Linked DNA regions of Mus musculus: region 1 is linked to region 2. Evidence: chromatin contacts called from public Micro-C data. All regions are on one chromosome and are shown on one strand. Each heading gives the region's core, a stretch centred on a gene start, on an enhancer-like site or on the middle of the called end of the contact. The rest is flanking DNA. Distances are from core to core; before and after follow the strand shown. Region 1 holds the start of Sp3 (trans-acting transcription factor 3). Region 2 holds the start of Dlx2 (distal-less homeobox 2).

Evidence for each region. A called contact is a pair of places that touch in the nucleus more often than the background predicts.
Region 1: a Micro-C map of embryonic stem cells shows a contact between it and region 2, with 6 times the contacts expected there. The contact joins the promoter of Sp3 here to the promoter of Dlx2 in region 2. A contact is called at or near these places in 1 of 39 promoter capture datasets (hippocampal neurons), 1 of 484 Hi-C or Micro-C datasets (embryonic stem cells) and 2 of 115 datasets of contacts at active chromatin or transcription factors (embryonic stem cells and pancreatic cancer cells).

Annotation. Positions count from the first base shown.
Region 1 is chr2:72,979,147-72,985,165 of GRCm38.p6, reverse strand. Sp3 (trans-acting transcription factor 3) reads left to right here and starts at 4,720. Exons shown (of 7, transcript NM_001018042.3): 1 at 4,720-4,916; 2 at 5,534-5,679. The coding sequence starts at 4,910. It overlaps Sp3os (trans-acting transcription factor 3, opposite strand), which reads right to left and starts at 5,734. Exons shown (of 3, transcript NR_045269.2): 1 at 5,571-5,734.
Region 2 is chr2:71,544,410-71,551,252 of GRCm38.p6, reverse strand. It overlaps Dlx2 (distal-less homeobox 2), which reads left to right and starts at 4,499. Exons shown (of 3, transcript NM_010054.2): 1 at 4,499-5,269; 2 at 5,685-5,869; 3 at 6,329-6,843. The coding sequence starts at 4,861. The coding sequence ends at 6,733.

The DNA.
Region 1 (6,019 bases), core at 3,471-5,970, 1.4 Mb before region 2:
GCAGTGTTTTGCAGAACAGGGGTCAATAAATCTTGTGGTTGTAACAAACAAGTCATTAAGAGAGATTATGCAGGAAAACTTGCCAGTACTACATGGCTTCTGCTAGTGGGAAGGCTGGGGAGATGTATCAAACCTGACTCCTGCCTGGACTTCTGAGAGAATGACAGCATCATTGTTGGGGACAGAGTGTCCAAAGGGAAGGCGGAGCTGTGTCAGACAGGCTGGAGTTCAATTTTGCGAGTTTGCAGTTTGAGGCTAAGTGAAACATTTAGGAGGAATTTATGGTGCCTACGGATACTGAACAGCAGACAGCAGACTACTAAAGGTCAGGCATGGGCCTGAGTTTACAATGATGGCCAGGGGTTGCAGGAAGGCTGAGCTTCCCCAGGGAAGGACAGGTATTTATATGTAGGGCTTGGAAGCAGGCAGATACTCAAAGCAGTGCTCTCCAATACATTTGCCCTTGGCCATGTGCAGTCATTTAAGTTTACAATCATTAAAATAACTCAATTGCCCAGCCACTCGGTCATGTTTCCAGCACTAATGGTTGTGTGTGGTTAGTGGGTGCTGTAAGGAACAGACAACAAGCATTTTCACTGCCCTATATATTTTTTCTTTGTTTCTTTTCTTTTTTTTTTTTTAAATTGGACAGTGTAGCAAAAATGGAGACTTCATTTGAGAGAAAACCAGAAAGCAGCTGAGGTTTAGGGAGGAGAGCATTCTCAGGAGGAAGTGTTTCAGGGTTGTATGTTGAAACTGGTGTCAGGAAGGCAAGTTCTGGAGAGCTTGCATAAGGAAGAAACAGAACAGCCCCGGAGGTACCTGCACCATCCCGTGGAGGGTTTATACACTGGGTTACGTGGGGAGTGAACACAGAGGTGCTGACACACTAGATAAGTCCGTGACCACTGAGATTACAGCTGGCCCTTGTTACCTCTCATTTTGAGACAGTTTCACTGTGTAGCCCAGCATGCTTTGAGTTTGAGATTCTCCTGCCTCAACCTGCCAAGTCCTGGGATTACAAGGTATACCAAGCCTGACCTACATGGAAAAGTTTTTAATTTTTTTAAACTTAAAAAAATTTTTTATTTATTAATTAAAGTCAGGGTGCTGTGTAGCCCTGGAACTCACACTCAGAAACCCGCCTGCCTCTGCCTCCCAAGTGCTGACATTAAAGGTGTACGCCACCAGGCCTGGCAGAATTTTTTTTTTTGCCAAGGAACTTGTTCATGGACAGAGTTCTAAGAACGTGGCAAAGGCTCCCGAGTCTGCGCAGTGACCCCCTCCTTGTTTTATCCATGCATCCAAATCCTTCCACCCATAGGCCATGTCCATCTTCTGGCACCCAGACCTGTATGCCTCAACTGTCTCCGAGTTGCTCCCAGTCCTCATTTCAGTCCAATTTTCTAGTGGCTAAGGCTGGAGCCTTCGTCATATGGAGTCACTGACTCTTCCTGGTCAGTCAGGACATGCTTGTTTTACTGTCTCGACAGGTACTCATTTGTTTAAAAAGGTTAAAACAGGATTGCGTAATATTAACACAATATGAAGTATGGTGATACCCTCAGCCTAACTTAACTAAAACTTGGACATGTAAGCACAACACCTAGGAATTCCATTTAAATCTCATTTTCCTCATTTATGGAATTTGTGCTTTATACTACAGCACGTGTCATGGTAAGGTGACAACTTGAGGGACAGTTTCTCCATCATGTGGATTCCTGCGACTGAAGTGTTGTCAGGTTTGGCTACAAGCCCTCCCGATCTGCTAAGCCATCTGGCTGGTCCTCACTTTTGTCCTTAACTGTTTAAAACTTAGCATCTTGAAGACTTACAGTGAATTTCTGTATTGCTATCATTTCTGGTTGCAGTGATACAATACCCTGACAAAGAACAACTTTAAAAGAAGAAAAATTTATTTCAGTCCTTTCTAGAAGGGAACCCAAGGAAGCAGGAACTTCAGTCATATTGGACTTTAGGTCACATCGAATCCTTACTAAAAGAGAATTGAATGCTTGCATGTTTACAGCTCAGCCTATTGTCTCTGCTCTTATATGGTCCAGGACCCAAATAAATGAAGGAAACGGTGCCACTCACAGTGGACTATGTCTTTCCATATCAGTTAATTTAATGAAGACAGTCCCTCATAGACACAGGTCAGACGGATCCAGATAATCCCTCATTAAGACTGTCTTTTCAGGTAATTCTAGATTGTGTTAAATTGACAAGTAAAACTAACACTAACAGTTATTATGTATATCCGTATATAGTCACAACTTAGTATGTTTTAAAATATCCTTTAATAATTAGCACAGGTCTACATATTCTGAACCTACTCATTAGATGAAGAAAAAATTCAGAGCCCAAACCCCCCCCCCCCCCCATAGTACCTCCATTTTAGTTTGATATGGTAGACTAATCGCTGACCATGACACCATATAACGTTTCTAGCTAGTCAGTGAGGTACCTTACAGACTAAGCTTGATTTCCTTCTCTTGGAGTTGTAGCTGATGTTATTACCAACTTTGTCCTAGTCTACTGGGGAATAGGGTGATCTGGTTTTGTTTCTTGGCCAGGAATAGCTTGTGAAAATCTTGAGAGAAAACAAGAAACTGGGCCAAGTCGTGGGGACAGGGGAAAACAGATCTTACTGTTGTTTCGAGATTTGTTCATGATAATACTTGATTCTCATTTAATGACTGTACAAAAACATATTAATCCACCGTAAATTATACTGTATGTTACTACATGTATTTATCTAAATACCGGCTTTATGCTTTGCATATACTTTAGTGTATTTGCACTAGTTAAGAAATAAGTATTCTTGCAAGAGACCATTTTGCTTTTGGTCATCTTAACATAGGGTGTCACAGTGACTCAACTGTGGTTGGAGAAGTCTACTGAATCTCACCTTATGCTGAGTCATACTCTTGCTGATGTTCATTCTTTTTTTTTTTTTTTTTTTTTTTTTGGTTTTTGTTTTTTCGAGACAGGGTTTCTCTGTGTAGCCCTGTCTGTCCTGGAACTCACTCTGTAGACCAGGTTGGCTTTGAACTCAGAAATCCGCCTGCCTCTGCCTCCCAAGTGCTGGGATTAAAGGCGTGTGTCAACACCGCCCAGCACTGATGTGCATTTTTAAGAGCTTTGCCTCAAAACAGCTAGTTTGAGTTATCTGGTTTTTGGCCCTGAAAGACTGTTCTTGCTTGCATGACACAAGAGAAAGAGAACATGTGTCACTGTATTAAAAATTACCACGAAGTAGTTGGCGGAGATGGCCCCCACTTTTAATCCCAGTACTCAGGAGGCAGAGGCAGGTGGGTTTCTGTGAGTTCCAGGTGAACCTGGTCTACAAATCCAGTTTCAGGACAACCAAGGCTACACATGAAACTGTCTTGAAAACAAAAACCACAACCAACGAGAAAAAACCAAAAAACAAAAAAACAAGTCCAAAAAGGCTTCTGAAACCGATGTATGCACTGCCCCTCCCCCCCATGAATTTTCAAGTTCGTGTATACAAAGCTAGTTTAAATGCTTTGCCTTCAACCTCATACAAAACATACAAGTACAATAATTGGGATGTTTATTCTTGCTTGAGGTAGATTTCTAATAAAAGTATTGTGGATAGTGTTTCCTACTCTTAAATTCAACCTTTCTTAAGCAAAAGTATCTAGAGGTAATAGACAACGTTCTGTCTGTTGTTTGCAGAACACTTTTTTCTCCTGAATGACTGACTGCAAGGCATTGAGGATGTCAAAGGAAGGGGTGTTAATACACCACTAAGTACAAAATTTAAAAAAAAAAAAAAAAGTAACTAAACGCTCCCAAGAGGAAGGATACTTTTTAGATGTACTGTTTTAACAAATGTTGACTGACTTTCTTGGTTAAGAAGCAGGTAGTTTGTGTGTGCAGCAAACTGATTTTAAAGGGTGACTGTATCTCATTGAATAAAAACATAACTAAGCCTGCTTTGATATCACTGGCCAGAACTAAAACCTTTTTTCTTTATGAAGGGACTGGAGATATCTTTTTGCTCTAAGTGCCCGCCTCCAGGGTCCACAAAAGTAGATGGTTGGTAACCACGGGCTAAGCTCGGGAGGATGAGAAGGTGATGGATCCGACTTGCGACCAAGAGCTGAATGTGTGTGAAAACGTCCTCCTCCAGCCTCGGAGGGGGTGTCTCCCCCAATACCAGCTCCCTCCCCCAGGGCTCGTGGGGCGGGTCCGGTTTGCTCAGTAGCAGCAGCAGCCCTGGGGCCGAGCGGCGGTGGCCTCCTGGCAGCGCTGGCAAGACGCAGCTCCGAGCGCCCGGGCCCTGGGGAGATCCAGTCCGGTCGGCTGCCAGGATGGAGGAGACGTCGAGTGGAGCCGGAGCCACCGGGGACGGACTTCCTCCCCAGCTCGGCTCCCCGACAGCCTGGCGAGGCCTGCACACAGGGCCAGCCAGTGGAAGAGGCCTGCGCCTCGGGTCTGGCAGCCGCAGCCGAGGAACGAGGCTGGCACAGCGGGGTAACGCGCGAGCCGGGGCCGTTCTGGAGAACCTACGGCGCCACGGCCGCTCATTGTCTCTCCCCTTCAACCCGGGGGCAAACAGGAAGCCCGCCGCCAGGCCGAGCGACGGACAGGCGTCCGGACCAATGAACAGAGCTGACGGAGAGCCTAGCGGCAAATGAGAGCCGGGAAGAGGGGCGGAACTTCCGGGCGGGCTGTCGCCCTCTTCCCCCCTTTTGGGCTGGAGGCTCCACCTTTTGTGTTTCCCGCACAGTCAATCAAAATAGGAAAAAAAAAATTCCCCGGACCGCTCCGGCCGTGTCCGCCGCCGCTTCCCGCATCCTCTCCCGCCGCCGCCGCCTTCGCTTCTCACCATGTGTAAGGCGGCGGGGAGCCCCGCCTGAGCTGTCCTAAACACACTATGACCGGTACGTAAAGCCGAGAGAGAGCAACCCTCGCTGCCTCCGCCGCTGCCACTGCCGCCCACAGCCAGCCCGGGGCCGCCACCGCCGGCTCCCGGCCTCCGGGAGCGTGCGACCGAGTGTCGGCGGAGGCAGAAAGCCGCACTCCCATCTCCGCCAGCCAGCTGTCCAGCCCTTCCAGCCCCAGCGCCGAGTGCCCGCCGGGCTCCGGGCGGGCGGCCCGGTCCGCCGGGAGCGCATCCCCCCTGTGTGCGGGCGCGGGCGGCGGCGGCGGGCGGGCGTGTGCGAGTGACTGACGGTGCGAGAGGAGCGAGCGCCGCGGAGGGAAAGGGGAGGAGAGGAGAGGAGAGGAGAGGGGGCAGGGGCAGCGCGGGGAGGAGGAGGAGGGAACGAGGAGGAGGAGGGTTACAGCCGCGGCGGGCGGGGGCAGCAGGAGGGGAGGAGGGAGCGCGCCGCCGCCGCCGTGGCCGCCGCGGCCGGGGGGAGGGCAGGGGAGGGGCAGGGCCCGGGCCGCCCGGCGCTCACTAATGTGGCCGCGGCTCGCGGGCCCCCTCCCTCCCCGCACCCGCCTTCCTCCCCACCCCACCCTCCTCCTCCCCCCTCCCCCCGCGCTGTGCCTGCAGCTCCCGAAAAGCCCGTGAAACAAGAGGAAATGGCTGCCTTGGACGTGGACGGCGGCGGAGGCGGCGGCGGCCACGGCGAGTATCTACAGCAGCAGCAGCAGCAACAGCAGCAGCACGGAAACGGCGCGGCGGCGGCGGCGGCCCAGGTGAGGAGCGGCTGAGCGCGGCCGGGCTCCCCGCGCGCCGCTTTCTCCTCCCCTCGCCCTCCCTCCTTCCCTCCCTCCCTCCCGCGCGCGCTCGCCCGCCCCTCCCCCGCCCCGGGAGCTGCCCGCCCGAGGCGCCAACGCTCCGACCCCGCCCGCGCGCCCCCGCCCGCCGCCTTTTTGTGTGTGTGTTTGTGTGTGTGTGAGTGTGCAAGTGTGCGCGCCCTCCCGGGTGGGATCCGGACGGAGGGAAGAGGCCCGGCGCGCAGCCGTCCGCCGCGGGCCACCGAGCGCGGGGAGAGGCGCCGCAGACCCCGGAGGAGGAGGAGGAGGAGAGCGCGGG
Region 2 (6,843 bases), core at 3,250-5,749:
AGCTCTGTCCCCTCCCCCCTTCCCCATCCCCTTCCCCCATCTCTCCACATGTTCATGGCTGGCTTCTCCCCTCTCCCCTCTCCCCTCTTGCCTGTCCCCTCTCCCCTCTCCTCTCCTCTCCCCTCTCCTCCCCTTTCCCTCTTCCCCTCTCCTCTCCTCTCCCCTCTCCTCTCCTCTCCCCTCTCCCCCCCCTTTCCCTTTTCCCCTCTCCCCTCTTCTTCCCTCTCCCCTTCCCATACCCTGAATAAACTCTATTCTATACTATATGTGGTTGGTCCCTCAGGGGAAGGGATGTCTCAGCATGGGCCACGGAGGCACCTGCTTTCCCCATACCTCACCACACCTCCATAGAACATAACCACCCTCTCTTTATCTTTTAAGAAACACATCACTACCGTTTGTCCTTGTCATAAACAAGAGATCTGGGGCTATGCCTTTGTTTCCCTCTCTGTCAATTCTATACCCACTCTATGGATTCCTCACAGCTAAGATGGATGGTAAAGGCTTGGCAGAAGCTAGGGTTAATGAGTGACCGACTCAGTCTAGGATATGTTCTAGCAATTGCCTTCTCTACTAGACTGTAGGCCACCGGACCTTAGTGATCCCCAGATCCGGACACTATGTTACAACAAGGAAGTGCCAGTAGTGAGATTGGGAGCAGTAGAGAGCCTTGTACTCAGGACCACTTAAGGTGGAGAAAGGAAAGGCAAAGATGCCCCTGGGGAGCTATCAGGGAAGCACCTAGCAGAAGACCCCACCCACTTAGCTGGGCTAACAAGCCCAACCCTTGAAAGCATTGTGACCTCTTGCTGAGCCTAGGAAGGAAAACTAAAACACAAACTTGAGTTTCAAGAATACAGGCTCTGGAGTCTGTCCATGTGAAGGCTTAAGGGATGGGATTCTGTGTGGCTCCCTGGATTCCTGGAGGAAACCTTAGGGTCTTGCTGGGAGAACCAGTGTTAAAGACACTAACAAGAACTTTCTGGGGTAGCTGTGTGGCTGTGATAGAGAAGCCAGTATGAGACGGGCAGGACTGGGAGGTCTCCAGAGACAAATCCCTGCCCTTTCCCCACAGCTTTGAGTTCCAGGACAAAGCTTAAGAGATTTAGAAATTGCAGGTCTCCAGAGCTATAGGGGTGGTACCCCCAAGACACACACACATACACACACACATAAACACATACACACACACACACACACACACACACACACACACACACACACACCAAGCATCACTCCTGGGACCAGCAGCAAGCAAAGATTCACCCTGGGACCATAGCCAGAGAGTAGGTAGTCAAACTAGCCTTGGAATGTGCAGACCAACATGGAAGCCCTGGGGGAGTGGGGCGGGTGCCTTCTTTCCCAGATCTCACCTCTCAGCTTGGTGCAGGACACCCAGTAGACAAGCAGAGGCAAAGTTCTGGGCCAAGCGAAATCGAGGGAATCTGGCCAGGGGGTTAGGGGGAGCCCTAAGTGAACCTTCACTCTCCAGCTTGGAGCCTCTGGAAATCCTGGGTGTTTGAGGGCTTACCCTAAACACTACTGGGATTTGTGCTGTAGCAACAGAGAAGGCAGCTGGCTGACAGCTGAAGTTGAGTGAAGCACCTGATGCGAAAGAAGTTGTTTTCTTCTATCCAAGAACCTCGAGATGTTCATTGCTACAAAGGGAATGGGTGGATCAAGCTACACTCTGAGGAACAGGCTGCAAACTGAGATGTGTTGAAACACACAAAGTCTGCATTGAGACACCTAACCCTCCTCTACTAGATCTAGGCAGACTAAAAGAACTCTGGGGCTAGGAATAATAACTGAAGGGAAGGAGCAAGCACCAAGGCAAACTAGCCTCATTCAGGCAGCCAGTTTCTCTCCAAATTCATCTCAACTCCCTCTTGAGGCCTCTTCTGTCTGAGGAGAGCAGAGTGGCTCTCCTCAGAACTGGGGCTCAAAGTGTAAAATATCAATCAATACAAGAATACAATCAATACAAGAATACTTAGGGTGCTTCACTTTAGACCAAAGTAGAGAAATCCGTTGGCTATTTCTTACAAAGCAATGAGACAATTTGGATGAACCTAGATTTTGGCGGGTGGGGGTGGGGTGGCTCATGCCTGTAATCCCAGCACTCAGGAACTCAGATGTAGACAGGAGGATGGTTGTGAATTTGAAGCCAGGTTCGTCTACACAGCAAGTTCCAGACTAGCCAGCACAGCGTCCTGAGATTGTGCCTCAAGAAAACAAAATTAGTAAATGGAACAAGATGTAGATTTGTGTCTGGCTTATCAGGACACTTCAAGCCTAGGTCCCCCCCCCCCCCCCAGCTATAGGTCTCTCTCCTTCCCCTTGCAGCTTTTCCCCTCTCTAGGCTCAGAGCTGCATCCACTTCCCAGGCTACAGGGCACTCATCTTGTGTCCAAGATAAAAGAGGGCCCAGGTCCTATTTATTCCAGAATGATGCTGTTTTATAAATCTCACCTGAGTTTACACTGTTTCTGGGGATTGAGAAAGAAATAGAATGCAGAAAACTTTCCACCACCAGTATGCCTTCAGGACAGGCTTGATTGGCAACAAAGGGGCAGAGAAAGCGCAATCAGATTTTTAATTCTGATTCTGATTTTTAATTTTAATTTTGATTGGTTTTTTTCCTTTTATTAGGGCAAAACAGCTACTCGTGTGGTGTCAGAGCACAGGGACTTGAAATCGAGTCGCTAAAAGGCAATCTGGATTAAAAACCTTGAGATACCGTTGATGCACATAAAAGGGGCAGGAAGCAGTTTAAAGTCAATACAGTAGGGAGGGTCTGGTCTGGTGCAGGCGAGTCCCACCAGGGAGCGTTTCTAATAAAACTCATTCTTCCCCATTCTCTAGGCCTTCCTTAGCCAAGTGGCTGAGAACTAAATCCAGGCAGACTGGAAGGCGCATTACCTGCCTCATTATTCCGCTGTGTGAATGCTGGAGTTTTAATTACACACTTGCTTTTTCTGGGGAAGACCAAAGATCGTATTTTTTAAAGTATCAACTTGTTTTCCATTAGGCAGTTGTTGTAACAAGTTCTTTCAGTGACATGTTATGTCTTTAGGAAGGGATGCTTCAGATGGCGCGCACTAGCACAATTTTGTGGCTTTTAATTACTATTTTGTTCTTTTGGGGGGTTTCAGAGGCTGGCGCCTGGGCGTGATTAGACTGTCTACCAGGCCTGTAACAACCTCCTACACTGTCCACCAGGTGGCGCCACAAAGCAGGCGCTACCGCAATCTTCAAACTTGAGAGTCCATCACTGCGCTGAGTCCATCCATCACCCTTCTTTTGAAAATCCCAACCACCAGAGAGGGGAACTCATCACTTGGAAAAGAAAGAAAGAAAGAAAGAAAGAAAGAAAGAAAGAAAGAAAGAAAGAAAGAAAGAAAGAAAGAAAGAAAGAAAGAAAGAAAGAAAGAAAGAGAGAGAGAGAGAGAGAGAGAGGAAGGAAGGAAGGAAGAAAGAAAGAAAGAAAGAAAGAAAGAAAGAAAGAAAGAAAGAAAGAAAGAAAGAAAGAAAGAAAGAAGAAAAATAAAAATAAAGAAAGAAACCTAGAGAAAGAAATTACAACAGTGGAGTAAGATCCTAGAACACGAAAATGTAAAATAAAGTAGACAAAATAAAACTTCTTATATTTATTGTTTATATCAAGAAAACGTGTGATAATGAATCTTGATAAATCTCTAATATTACTTCAGTATCTCTTTTTTTTTTTCATTCCCCTTTTCATAAAAACACCAATGCAAACGACTTTGAAGGCTGTCTAGTCTGGCCTACCTTTCCCAAGGAGGGAACCTCAGAATCAGTTTCCAGCTAGTGGCTCAGATGTGCGTCATTACTAGAGACCTTTATGTGTATGAGGAAAAGTGATTTCAAATACATTACTAGTAATAATACCTTTGGGCTTATAGAGCTCTTCTCTCAAGCAAAAAGGAAAAACGTTAAACATTATCCAATTAATTGTCGTAATATCTCTGTGGGTAGTTTGGGAAGCATAGGTTATTATACGCGGTTTATGGATAATTTAAATCAATTGCCCGTCAGGTGCAAAGTGGCTGACAAGAGTAGTGCGAGCCAGGCACCTCGAGGAAAAGTATCTGGAGAAAAAGGAGACAGAGCTGGCTCGGCCCTCTTCCTGGCTTTATTTGATTAAGGCGAAGTTGGACAAGAGATGTAAATCGTTAGACTTGGCTCTTGAAAGCAGAGTAAGGTGGGAGACCCCATTTCTTTCCCGGAGCCTTATGTCCTGTTGCGGGCCATCCCGCACCCTATCCAGCTCCAGATCGGGTACCCACTTTCTGCAGTGCTTGTACACGCACCCACCGCGGCCGCCTTGCCCGCCACGTGACACGCGGGTCCCGGGGCCGCCCGGTCGCGGACTCCCGGCGCCCCGCGGCTCATTCCTTCTGATTGGCTGTTGCTAGGTGACGTTGCCCGCGGTCACGTGATAAGTGTTAAATGCCCACCCTGCAGGAGCCTGCCCGGCAGACAATCGTAAAGCTGCTCGGGGGTCGCTCACCTGCTCCCGCCTCCTGGAGCCCCTACCGGGTCTGACCGCTCTTGCCCCCTCCATTGCCCGCCCCCCGCCCGAGCCGGGCCAGGAGCCGAGAGGTCCGAGAGGCCCGGGAAGGATGCGGCCAGCAGCTGCGGTCCCGAGCCACGCACGGTGATCGCCTCCTCCAGGGGAGGAGGCGCCTAGACCGTAGCCTCATTTCTTGTTTTCCTCTCCCTCCCCCTCCCCGTAATTACATTGGTTGCTGGAAGGGACCCGGAGAGATAGACAGAGGAGGCGCCTCGCATCCCCCTCTCGCCCGCCACCCGTGCTCTTTCCTGTCCCGGGTCAGGATGACTGGAGTCTTTGACAGTCTGGTGGCTGATATGCACTCGACCCAGATCACCGCCTCCAGCACGTACCACCAGCACCAGCAGCCCCCGAGCGGTGCGGGCGCCGGCCCTGGCGGCAACAGCAACAGCAGCAGCAGCAACAGCAGCCTGCACAAGCCCCAGGAGTCGCCAACCCTCCCGGTGTCCACGGCTACGGACAGCAGCTACTACACCAACCAGCAGCACCCGGCGGGCGGCGGCGGCGGGGGGGCCTCGCCCTACGCGCACATGGGCTCCTACCAGTACCACGCCAGCGGCCTCAACAATGTCTCCTACTCCGCCAAAAGCAGCTACGACCTGGGCTACACCGCCGCGTACACCTCCTACGCGCCCTACGGCACCAGTTCGTCTCCGGTCAACAACGAGCCGGGTAAGCATCGCAAGCATCTAGGGTGCCCAAGTCACGGGGAGGGACCGGGTAAGCATGGGGTGGGGGGCAGTCCGGAGCTCTAGCCTTGCACTCTGTGCATCTCTTGCTCCCGCCCTGAACTCTGCCCAATCTCCAACTGCACGCGAATCGCAGTTTCTGCCTCTCCACGCTCCGGGGGACAGAGTCGGTGGGCGGTTGGGCCAGTTGGCATGCTGTGGGTAGCGCATAGCTTTGCTGCCCGCCTCTTCTTTCTCTCTTGCACAGCTCCCCCGGGTCCCTTGCAGGGTTCCGTGGCCAGGCCAGTCGGCGCGTGCTGAAGTTGGGAAGGCCTCCTCAAGTCTCTAAAGGCCTCCGCTCCGAACTTTAGGACCGCGGGGTTGGACGGTGGGTGCTCACCACTCACTTTTCGTTGCAGACAAGGAAGACCTTGAGCCTGAAATCCGAATAGTGAACGGGAAGCCAAAGAAAGTCCGGAAACCACGCACCATCTACTCCAGTTTCCAGCTGGCGGCCCTTCAACGACGCTTCCAGAAGACCCAGTATCTGGCCCTGCCAGAGCGAGCCGAGCTGGCGGCGTCCCTGGGCCTCACCCAAACTCAGGTGAGCAAGGTGGGAGATGGCCTGCTTTCTCTAGGAAGCGGGCACGTCCGGAACAACTTTTCAAAAGTATATTTTCACCTGTGCTTTTTTATTCCGGGCAAAGTAAACTTCTAGGCCCAATGCTTAAAACAAACAAACAAACAAAATAAGAAATTTTTTTCAAAGGGGGCAGCCGCATGGGAGGAAAGAAAATGACCCGGGTGGACAGAAATCCCACACTACAACGCCTTTCCACTCGCTGCTGCTAAAGCGGGTTCCATAACTGACCTGACACCGCACTACCCAGAACCTTGGTCACATACTTAGAGCTCATCCATCAGCATTTTGAGATCCCCCCAATGTAGCTAGAAGCAGCGGAGGCCCAGAGCCCAGGTCTGCTCGCCCGCCGTCTCCACTCCACCAACCTCCTGCCCAGGTTCCTGTACTAAAGCTCAGGGCTTTTCCTTTTTTTCTACAAAGGTCAAAATCTGGTTCCAGAACCGCCGATCCAAGTTCAAGAAGATGTGGAAAAGCGGCGAGATACCCACCGAGCAGCACCCTGGAGCCAGCGCTTCTCCTCCTTGTGCCTCCCCGCCGGTCTCGGCGCCAGCATCCTGGGACTTCGGCGCGCCGCAGCGGATGGCTGGCGGCGGCCCGGGCAGCGGAGGCGGCGGTGCGGGCAGCTCTGGCTCCAGCCCGAGCAGCGCCGCCTCGGCCTTTCTGGGAAACTACCCGTGGTACCACCAGGCTTCGGGCTCCGCTTCACACCTGCAGGCCACAGCGCCACTTCTGCATCCTTCGCAGACTCCGCAGGCGCACCATCACCACCATCACCACCACCACGCAGGCGGGGGCGCCCCGGTGAGCGCGGGGACGATTTTCTAACCTCGAGTGGACAGCGTCTGAGACTTGAGAACTGAGACACCGTGTTCTTCAGCACGCGTCCTGTAGCTAGAGGCTCGAACCTACCAGCCCGCGACCGCCACCCACCCAGC